2 separate regions of the Drosophila melanogaster genome follow, and region 1 is linked to region 2. A link is a contact called in public ChIA-PET data. All regions are on one chromosome and are shown on one strand. Each heading gives the region's core, a stretch centred on a gene start, on an enhancer-like site or on the middle of the called end of the contact. The rest is flanking DNA. Distances are from core to core; before and after follow the strand shown.

The links. ChIA-PET counts read pairs in DNA pulled down with a chosen protein or histone mark.
Region 1: an RNA polymerase II ChIA-PET map of the S2 cell line shows a contact between it and region 2, with 6 times the contacts expected there. The contact joins the promoter of CG2641 here to the promoter of Sp7 in region 2. A contact is called at or near these places in 32 of 107 Hi-C or Micro-C datasets (the Clone 8 cell line, the D17-c3 cell line, the Kc167 cell line and 16 more) and 5 of 6 datasets of contacts at active chromatin or transcription factors (the Kc167 cell line and the S2 cell line).

What each region holds. Positions count from the first base shown.
Region 1 is chr3R:7,790,902-7,796,643 of dm6, reverse strand. CG2641 reads right to left here and starts at 2,575. Exons shown (of 4, transcript NM_141480.2): 1 at 2,324-2,575; 2 at 1,425-1,774; 3 at 496-1,051; 4 at 45-396. The coding sequence starts at 2,435. The coding sequence ends at 125. It overlaps CG10086, which reads right to left. Exons shown (of 3, transcript NM_141479.3): 2 at 3,924-4,973; 3 at 3,161-3,765. The coding sequence ends at 3,521.
Region 2 is chr3R:7,758,517-7,763,951 of dm6, reverse strand. It overlaps Sp7 (Serine protease 7), which reads right to left and starts at 4,166. Exons shown (of 6, transcript NM_141477.2): 1 at 4,029-4,166; 2 at 2,678-3,215; 3 at 1,559-1,945; 4 at 1,387-1,495; 5 at 1,031-1,317; 6 at 526-917. The coding sequence starts at 2,765. The coding sequence ends at 613. It overlaps CG10919, which reads right to left. Exons shown (of 3, transcript NM_141476.3): 1 at 5,378-5,435; 2 at 5,203-5,325; 3 at 4,275-4,473. The coding sequence ends at 4,338.

The DNA.
Region 1 (5,742 bases), core at 1,326-3,825, 34 kb before region 2:
GGTTGGATAACTTATATATATTCCTAAGATTTAGTTTCACGATAAACGGTTAAACTATGTTTATTGGTAACATCCAAAGCTAAATCAAAGTAAAATCATTTTATGAGATTATGTCTTCTTTTTTTTATGAGTTAGTGTTCCAACCGTACGATTGTGTTGGACGGTCAGTATTGTTTTGACCGACCAATGGGGCAGTGGGATCATGAGGTAGTGACAGAACGGGTACTGGTTGATTGGTAGCGAACTCTTCAGGGGGTTGAGGTGGAGCCGATGGCATGGCAAAGTTGGTGTACATGGGGTAACGCGGAATAAAGTCATCCGTGCGATTGTGCTCATCCTGATCGATGTCGATGAACCTTTCACCAAAGTTTGTGGCCTCCTCGAAGGTTGGTGGCTCTAAAAACATGAATAGTATAAGAATTATACAATGATCAAGCACCTTTAAGCATTTACAAATTCAAATGAAGAGTATCTATGATTTCGCTATATACTTACTGCACTTGTCATAACTGGGAGGCAGATCTGCGGCGGCTCCGGCAGGAGTGTCCGGCGTTTCCGGTATCCACTGTGCTGCACTGGCTGGATTCTCGGCACTTTGGATCAATGGTATGGTGCCAATTACAATCGGCACCTCAAAGTCCGAGTCCACGTGGCAGTCGCCAGTGCTGATCGTGAGGATAACTTGGTAACTAACCGAAATGATGCCTTCGGTGCGGGAAGAGGGCGGTACTGCTGGAATAGCCAGGGTTCCTTCAATTTTTTTCTTTGAGAGCCTCAAAACGCGCTCCTGCTGGCAACTTTTGTTGAGGCTGTGCTCCTTTTCGCGAGTTTTGTGGTGCGGCGTTTGAGCCTGGAATTTGTAAATCTGCTTAAGTTTCAGTTCGATCCCATTCAGATCATAGCCACTCGACTGGTTGTCAATCTCCAGAGTAAAGCGTATCTTCTGACCAGGCGCGTAACCACCGAAGGGTATTGTTAATGTCGATAGAACCGGGCCTGAACTGCAGGGCCAACAGCAAAAGTGCTTGATGTCCTCTCGGACTAGGGGCATCTGTCGAAAAAGAGTGTGCATTTATTAGTTCCTAGGAATAACTAATATTACCTAATTACTCTTATTGATATAATTTTAAAGTTTAATTAACATTTTTTTGTTTACATTTCTACAGGTTAGGATCGTAAAAAATTTATTTTTAATTTATTTAAATTTTTTATTTAGTCCCATAGCTTTGGTTTGAATGAACACACCCCTTGTTTGTTTAATAACTTCGGAATTTACGTCCATAAGGCACGCAATGTTTCTATACTTGAATGACTCGTCTAATTGTCCTTAAATATCTGTCGCAGGACAATTTAAAACTGCATTGATTTACTACCGATTAGTGCAATCTAAACTTTTAGTAAACTGTTCCTGTCCTTGGACTCACCAGCAATTGGGGGCTCATGTTGAGGTTGTAGGTCTGTATGACCGTCAGTGGCTGCTTGAAGACGTTGTTGAAGCGCCACTGGCGATCGATGACCACGGAGACCTCGTAGAAGATTTTTCCGTACTGGGCCACCACTGATGAGGGGCATTCCAGGGGCAGTGGAATGCAGAAGTTGTAGGTGTGCGTACCTGGCGGCAGATTCCCGGATCCAAAGACCGATGTCCGGGTGTACAAGTACTGCTGCTTGCCTCGGAAATACTCCGTGTAGTGCTCGGTCTTTCCACCTCTCGTCCTTGTTCGCCGCTCATCCCATCGCACCTTTGCCTCGCCCTCGAAAAGAATGTATACCTCTAATCAGAAAGTGAAAAGAGAGAGAGTGATATTTGAATATGGTTTGTATCCGAAAACGAATCTTTATATGTTGAACGTATGTGAAAGCCTTCTTCGGACTCCGAAGGAGTTGCTGTAAGTGCAGAATGAGATTACGCCAATCAAAAATGGAACTGAACATGGAAATTGATACAGAGCACTGTATCAAATACTTGTTTGCTTGTATACATACTTTTGTTATCTTTTGTAAAGCTTTCAAGTTTGTTTTTAGAATTGGCTATTTGAAAAACGCAAAAATTGATCAATGAATTTGTAGTTAGGGGCGAACTGAGCTCATCAGGGCATGCAATTTAGGATACTAGGAATTAAACATTTGAGACAATTAAAGCCACATAAATGGTCGCTAAAATCCTTCTTATATAAGAAGCAAAACACTTTATGGCGCTACAACAAACTTGTTTGTTTGCTGCATTCTATAAAACCGGCTTGGTGTTATCACAGAGTCAACAGTGATTACGCTCAAATTAAAAACATATCAGTCCATTCGCTTTTTAACGACTAAAACTCACCGTTCACAGACTTTTCGGATGTTGTTGTCAGAATGGCCCTTCCATTGACCGTCTCACCACTGTAGTAAATGGGTTCGCGGCGATCGAGCTCAAAAGAGCAGCTGGAAGGCATTTTGGAAATGCAATCTATTATTTAGTATGTGGGTGCTGGCACATATATTTCGAAATTCCAGATCTTATTCACTGGCGACGCGCAACGTGAATTTATTTAGCACCAGACAAGCGTCGCACCCGAAGTGAGAATTTAGAATGAGAATAGCCGGTCTGCAACAGCTGGGATGTCAGTGACATCATCACTTGGCGAGAGCCAAAGCTTTTCTGGTGAGCGAGCTTTTGGGGCTTCCGCTCACTAAAAAAAAAAAACAAAATTGAGAGGCATCGGATTTTGATAAACGGTTCTCTTTTTTGTTTGTTTTGTTACGAAGAATAAGGCAACAACAAATCTAAAAATTTGTAAACAAAAATCAGGTGGGTTCTGTGAAAGCTCTAGTTTAGTTGAGTTGTTATTATCGCGTTGTTATTATTTTTTGGACGAAATACGGTGAAAAAGAATCACATCAAGTTAAGTCGTCTATGGACTTAAGTCTGTGATAGTTGATTACGTTTGTTAATGATGATTTGTACTCATTTACAAACGCGCAAAAGTCCAAGAAGTTCCTGATTTTCTATCGTGGTGCGTAGCAACCAAAGGGTATCTTGACAGTCGAGAGAATGTTTGATCAGTATTAAGGCGATAAATGCATGTCCGTTTCTATGCTATATATTCTATATAATTCGGAATGGGCCGGATCAGATACCTGTTACTCAGATAGAGAGGAAGTTATACATTTTTTTTTTGCATTTTAATGGAAATTGTCAAGCAATAGAATTAGAAATTGGGAGCATGTATGCGTAAATCAAAATTTCTAGCTCTCATAAGTATTTAAACTCACGGACTGAGCTAGAAGTCCTCCACTCAATTTAATTTATAAATGAATAAATAAATTTGTAGTTCAATGCCTTCATGGACTTGGTTGTCTAGGCTATAGTCGCAATTTATCGCGTATCACCCAGTAGACACTTTTATATTCTGGGTTGTTTATCATTCCGATATACATACATATATAGTAAACATTTTGGTAAGTACACTGGCGAACCGTAAAAGAAATAAATACTGCCGAGATAAGATATAGTCGTGATTTTTCGCGATAACTGCCCTCAGATCTGCACGGGTGACTCCACTGGTTGTTTCTCCGGTTGTTGCTTCGACTGTCCAGGATCGGCAGGACGTCTGCGTCGGCGGCGCCTTTTCTTCTGGGGAGGATTTGGCGGCGGGCTCTGGAAGGTGTCCACATCGAAGACCGGATAGCGTGGAGTAAATCGGGAGGCCTCGCTGACCGTGTTCGCGTCCGTGTCCGCAATATCAGTGGTCATGAACATGGCCTGCTCGTAGGTAGGAGGAGCTATAGAAAAAATGACATAAAAAATATGGAGAATGAAGAATGAAACTATCGCCTCACAATAGCATAACAAAAATATAAAGAACATATACATAAGGGCTCTATTTAACATCTTTCATAACAAAGTCCTAGCTAGAAATATTTTGTTCTCTTGTACTCACGTAAATCTGGTACGAAATCGTCGGCGGCCTCCAACTCATCATCTCCATCCTCTGGAAGCTCGAAGTCCTCTAGATCCTCGGCCATCTCGTAGCCGGAGTTGCTGACCCCGCTTGCGGCCATCTGAGCCAGTTCCATGGCCCTTGTAGAGGTGCATGGCAAGTCGGCAGGCAGCGAACTTCCAGATGGGAAGGCGTTAGTTGGCAGGAAGTCCGGTCCGGACACCGCAGTTGCCAGGGGCACGTTGCCAATAGTCACAGGGATTATGAGCCGGGGATTAGCCATAAGCCAGTTCATAACAGCCACCACACGCACTTCGTAAGATACGCGCACCACCTTGCTTAGGTGCTCGCAGGTGGGCGCCGTTGCCGGAATCCTCAGGGTTTCCGTGTAAGTCCTCTGCGCATTATGAGCCACCGGACCGCACTCGCGCTTCACCAGCATTATCTTCTCGGATGTGGTGCGTAGCGAGGGCGTATCCGCCGTGTATGTGGCTCTCAAATGCAGCATGATCAGTAGCTTCCGACAATCGGAGCTGGAGTCATTACGCACATGGGCGTGGATCAACATGAACTGACCCGGAACATAGCCCTGCTGCTGGAGAGTGACCTTCAACTGCACGGGCTTCGTGTGCATCAGGCAAAAGTGTTCCACGGCTTCATTGCTCGCCGGTTCCCGGAGCATCTTGGTCTCCTGGTTCAAGTCCAGCAGCTTTAGCACAGTGAAGCCCACGTTGTGGGTGCGATTGGAAGCTCCTGGCTTCAAAAAGGTGACCTTGGCCAGATACCGGATGTGTCCATAGGCACCCTCGAAGGACGAGGGGCAGTGGCTGGGAATGGGGCAAGCAAAAGTGTAGGTGTACGTGCCGGCGTCCATGTTAAAGTTGCTGCCCTGCTCGGAACCCATGAGGTAAGTGGTGGAGGCTATATAGTCCTCCCGCCCGCTGTACTGGTGCTTTGATCGCTTCTTGGGGTTTTGGATTGCCACCGCCTTACCATGTCTGCGGATGCGCCACTGGGCTTGCGCATAGCCACTTATTTGCAGTTTTATTCCTAAAAGACAAGAAATATTAGAATATGTAGATCTTCAATAACATGACTTCTTAACAGAGAAATATGAGATGTGCTGACTAACATTTATAATATTTCCATAATAATACTATAATATAGGCTATAATATAGACAAAGAAATCAGTACCTTAATAAAAAAGTTAAAAAAAAATACAACGGGCTTCCTAATAAAACTAGCTCACTTTGTTTATCTCTTTGGGTTACCTCATAAGGTAGGGGTAATATTAGGATAAGATAAAACAAAAGCGAGAAGCACTGAAAGACATTTCCAAAAACAGTTAATAAAAGCGTCTTAGGGGCATTTTAAATTTAACTAATACGGAAACTGTTGACGCACACTATAAAATTATTCAAATTGTTTAAATATTTGATTTGGGCTGCAAGCACGCAGATGCAAAATGGAAATGAAATAACTTAAAGACAAAAATTAACCTTTTTTTTTTTAAATAGAAGTAGAAAACATATATTTCGAAGAATCAACAAAACTTGTTGTCCATATCACTGCAAAGCCCAGACGAAAACCGTGAGTAAGTTCCCTGGTATTTCCTCGAAAGAAAATATAATTCGTTGGGTAGATCCCCAACTATAAGTAAGGTTGTTATCGCTCCCCTTCGGCTCCAGGAATCATCAATTATCGCACATTTGGAGTGTCCGCATAGTTATCACTTAATTACCCATTTCAATGGTTTGTTGAATCTTTTGCTTTTGCCAAACCTGACATTATCCGAAGCGATAAGATACGCCGCGCTCG
Region 2 (5,435 bases), core at 2,917-5,416:
TGTTAAGTTGTTTGAAATTCCTTTGCGATCCTCGTTTACTTCTTGCGCTTGTATTTGGATCCGCATTAAAAAGCTGTTATGTGGACTCTGTAAATTTGGTAAAGAAACCCAAGCCCTTTGTCCGTGCTAACCGGTTCCTGCAGGCATCATTAACCTTTCCGCGTGCACACAATTAATGAGCCTAGCCATTGTCTACTTCGTTTTCCAGCCTAGCCACGCCTTCAGTGCAATCAGCCAGCAAACAAGTGAAAACTTTGCGGATGGAGCGCCGGAAGCTCTGAAAAGCACTGCTTCCATAATAGAAATTCATTGCCAAATTGCATAGAAAATAGCTGGGGGCGCTAAGAAGGTGCCTCTGGGCAAGTTGGCCCGCATCTTGAAAGTTATTCCACTGAACTCTCACCATCCCATCCCAGTGGGGAACAGCGATTTTAATTACCGCAAACGGCGCTAGACTGTAAGCGCATTAAGTATACGCAGCGTGGTAAGTGCAGCTGATAAAATCACATTGAATGCAAGTTAATTAAAGGATGGGCGCCCAGCCCAAAGAGCACTCTCGACTTGACTTTAATTAAAACATTATCAGAACAAAAGCGGCCTTCGTTCCGCTGCTCAGGGACGAATGGTCTCCACGATCCAGTCCATGTAGTCGGCTACCCGAGTGTAGACACCTGGCCAACCCTCTAGTCCGCAGCGGTTGCCAAAGGAGACCACGCCCTCCTGGTACCAAGCCTGGTCAAAACCCCTTCGCATCAGCGGTCCGCCGGAGTCGCCATCACAGCTGTCGCGGTAGAATTCCCCGCCAACACAGAGCTGGGAACTGATCAGGTGGATATTCCTCGTGGCGAACTTTCGTGCGCAGTAATCGTGGTCATTCACCGGCAGATCCAATCGCTGCTTTATGGTGCTCTTGCGGGCTATAGAATAAGAATTTGAATCAATTAGTTATGAAATTATAGATTCTTCTTGGTCAAGAGCTTCAATTGATATCTTTAGAATGAATATAAGTATCTTTAATATCCAAACTCACCTGTTGTGGTTCGGCCCCACCCGCTGACCACCAAGAGCTCCCCGGTATTGATTGCCATTCGTGTGCTTACCAAAGGCAAACAAACCGGCTGAATATACTCATTAAGCACAACGGGCCGATCTAATCGCAATAAGGCAATGTCGTGAATGCGGTTCTTGTTGGCAGGATCATATTGGGGATGTACAGTGGCCTGTTCGATGCCCAATTGTAGGATGGGCTGGTTGCAAATGTCATCTATGCAGTCCACGTCCTTGCTGGTATCGTATTCCCCCAACCGAACGGTAGTTCTGTATAGGGGCACAACTCATTTAGTTATTTAAAAACGTGGATAAACATCAAACCACGTAAATACTTACAGGTGACCTACTTCCGTTTCCACCGCACCAATGACGCAATGGGCGGCGGTAAGAACGTAACGATTGTTGATCAAACTGCCACCGCAACTGAGTTCCCGCCGTCCCCTGTCTATCAACATGGATAAAGATGCGTTAACTAAAGTTACATGATTTTATATAAGATGTCACTTACTATCCACGTACTCAAGCAGTGCCATCCAGTTGAACTCGTCAATAGCAGTGTCGTTGCCATTATAGACCTTATTGCTGAAGGAGTGGGGCCCGCACTTGGGTGGCGAGGGCAGCAGGTTGCCCAGACCCGCTTGACCGTCTTGACCTCGTGAACTTGAACTGGTAGTCGTTGGAGGAGGGGCTGCGGAGGTGGCCTCCTGGGATCCAAAGCTGCGATCACTTGTACAGCAAACATATGGCTGGCGACCTACTCCATCGAGGCACTGTGAGTTTCGAAGAAAGGTTCTGTCCTCCGGGCTGACATAAGACTGCTGAATCACGGAAAGCAGACTTTGACAGTCGTATATGGACAAACATTGTCCCTGTTTCTGGTTGGGATTCCTACAACCTACACATAACAATTAAAGACACAAGTAGGAAGATCAGTTACTCCTGTCAAAATGAGTTAAGAGTGGTATAAAACATGAAGGCAACTTGGGAAATTTTGAATTCGGAAATCAACCTGCTGATAAAGCTATTTAAATTAAATATAAATATTTATTTAATTTAAATAAATTAAGCAATAATACTATCAATCAGCACGTCGTTGAATTAAAACAAAACACTTAAGTCAAAAACGACTTCATTAAACATTTTAATTCGCTTGATTATGCTATCAATAATTGTAGTCAATATTAGTGACCTAATTTTGCAGCTTAATTAATTTCAAATTATAAAAATCCTATTAAGAATTTGGTTTATGTTTAATAAACATTTAAATTGCACTTATACGTTATTTCAATTATGTTTCGTTTTTGAGAACACAAGCATTAAGAACGATATTTAAAATTGTCAGGAGTTGCTACTTGATAATAAAAAATACGATTAATTTTTTGACATCAATCAAATCCCTTGATAATGTAATATGTTGTTTGACGAGTGGTCCCATAAAATTTATTGAGGAGAATGAAAGAATACACGAGTGCGCTCAATTAAGTCATTGACATGGGAAATTTGTTCAAGTTCAAGTCTGATAACCGCATTGAATTCTGTTAAGCTATTGCGCTTAACACGGATAAGTACCGGTCTCAATTAATGAGTCAGCTCTGAGTGAATCACATATTTATAGCTCGGTACTTACTTCCTTGTGCCGCAACATTTTGTAGAACGGTGAAAGGCAGCAGGCAGGTGGCCAAAAAAATCCCAACTACTTTGCGTGTTGATTTCATCTTCTGGGATATTTCCCACCAATTTTAATAAGAAATTTCACAGCTTATTTAATAAGAACGCGTCTTTGCGATTACGCGCGTCGACCTCGAACCAGAGAACCGTGAAGAGCGAAATTAAACTACGAACGCCTTCGATACGCAGAGACAACTGATCGCGAATTAACGGGCGAGAGACTTTTTAAATGCGATCGCAGATGATAATCGATTCGTCGTTGAGAGATACTGTCCCAGAGAGGCCGTGAGTAAAGCTTTCAAGCCCATCAAGAGACTTGAGCCGAGCTTATCACAACTAAGAAAGAGATCTTTTGAAAAGCTTTGGTACTCGGATTTTGATGCTTTCTCCCTAGAGTGTACAGATCCTATATACAGGTAGACCTCACTAAGCACGTACTTCTTACAGATCAAAACATTTTTAGATTATTTTTTGCTGGACCCAAAAACAGCCTCGCTCTGAAAATATTATGTTTAAATGTATATATTTTGTACGTAGTGAAATGTATTCAAAAATATTCAAAAATTTGCTTTGTAAGTCGATCCTCAACAGTGATCCAGCCCGATGAACAATGTCTTCATATGTAAAATTCCTAAATACTCATCCACTTAGATTTGTAGCTTTGCAAACTCTATTTGGCTTCTGAAATTTCTCACAACATGGATTCTTTTTCTCCTTTGGTCATGGAAGGGCGAGATACCTCAAGTCACAACAGGCGTTACCCATATTGAAATGTACTTCTGCAACGCTTCACAGGAGACGAATCGAGCTACATCTTTGCTGGATTCGTGTCGTGAACAGATTGCAAGTAGTAGAGACTTCTCGACCCATTGGTAGGCACTAACTAGTTTGTTGACACGATCGATGAATTATTGCACAGAGATGCGGTTTTGGCCGGCTGGATCAAGATGTTTGAAATTTCGGTAGGTCTTCTTAAAAGATACATGTCAACTCCTATTTTGCCGTGCTACACTTCGATGATTTCTTGCTACTGATTATCTGTATTTGTTGTTGCATTTTACCTTTTTCATATCATCCTGCAATTTCCGGTTGTTATGTCACATATAATAGTCTGTGTTCACTAAATAGCTTCACTATTTGCGTTGTTAAGTGCCTTCGTGATTTTGAGTTCCTATTTCAACACCCTCCTTAATGCGCACATGTTTACAAGTGGCATCAAAATTTAACATTTTTGCACAGTCTTCATGTTTTTTATTCAAAAGGCTTTTGGTTAAGATCAGACAGCATTTTATTTTTGCACTCATACCTACCAAAACTTGATCATATTTTACAACCTTTACAAAGTTAAGGAAGCGTGTATTAATCTGGAATCTGAAAAAACTTCGTTTGATATATTTTTTTTATTGCTTATCACGTTTTTGTTAATCACGCCATTTTTAGTAACGTTGCCGTACTAAATGACTTTAAAGTATATATAAAAAATACTGAAATACTGTGAGGGCTTCCGATAATTATTATATTCCCAGAACGATATTGTTTTCATCAACACTTTTGTTGCTTTTATTATTTTATATATTTTTTTTTTAAATTATAAAATTTTATATATTAAAACTTAAAGACTAAGAAAAGTTGGTCGCCATTATTTTGTTATAGCGCTTCTGCTCTTGAGGGTTAAGCTTGCAAAAGTCCAATTCGAAAATCTTGAGCTCTTTTCTTGTGTGCAGCGGCGGCCAAAGTGTGGTATAGGCCATGGTTCTGTAAGAAAATCAAAAGGGAAATAAGTAAAGTAATTTGAAAAGTTGGTATTTACGGTTTCTAATGATTGTCAATTGAAGATGATATGGCTCAAAAGAAATGAAAAACTTTGAAAAACTTTTTAGTATTTTGAATTCAAAATCTTTAGTTTTATCAATTATTAGTGACTGAGGCTAAAGAATATGTTTTTGATCTATTCTTTTCAAAACTATTTTAGCTAAACACAATACATTAAAAACTTTGACGAAAAAATTGTGACGAAACGCACAATGAACGTCTTCTTTTCTATTAACAACAATAACAAAATAGAGAACGGTATACTCGATTTCCCCGACTAACAGATACTTGTTACTCAGCTAGTGGGAGAGCTAGGGATAAATTCCAACACTTTCTTGACAGCATTGTCAAAAACAATATAGAAATACAAGCAAATAAAATCTATTGAAGTGACCCATGAAGAAAAGCTTGAACTGAGAACATTACTTGGGAGTCGAACAATGAACCGATTTCTATTGGAAGCAGGTTCTAATCCTTTTATCTTTATTTATAACTAAAAATAGCGAAATAAAAATGATAGTGAGGACTAAATTAAAAGAGAACTAATACGAATAGTGGCTGATCAATTAAGGGTTTGCCTAAGGCGTGCTTTAATCAAATGAGTATTGGATTGTTACTTTTCAAACCTATTACCTATTATTAAGCGTAACTAAATCTAGATTTTCAGCTTACCTTACGAATTGCCAAGCCTCCTGCGCCGTGGACTGGTTGTCGATCAGAAGTTTGATTTCCCGCTTGAACTGATCGGCGTACTCCCGCTTGGAATTGTGGTAACGTTCCAGACAACGTATCTGACTAATGAAATAAGAAGTATTTTGACCGTAACAAGTTTGGCTGGAAATCTTACAGGGGTATGCGGTGTTTAGAGAATGTGGGCTCGTGCACGGGATCCCGGTCGTCATCGA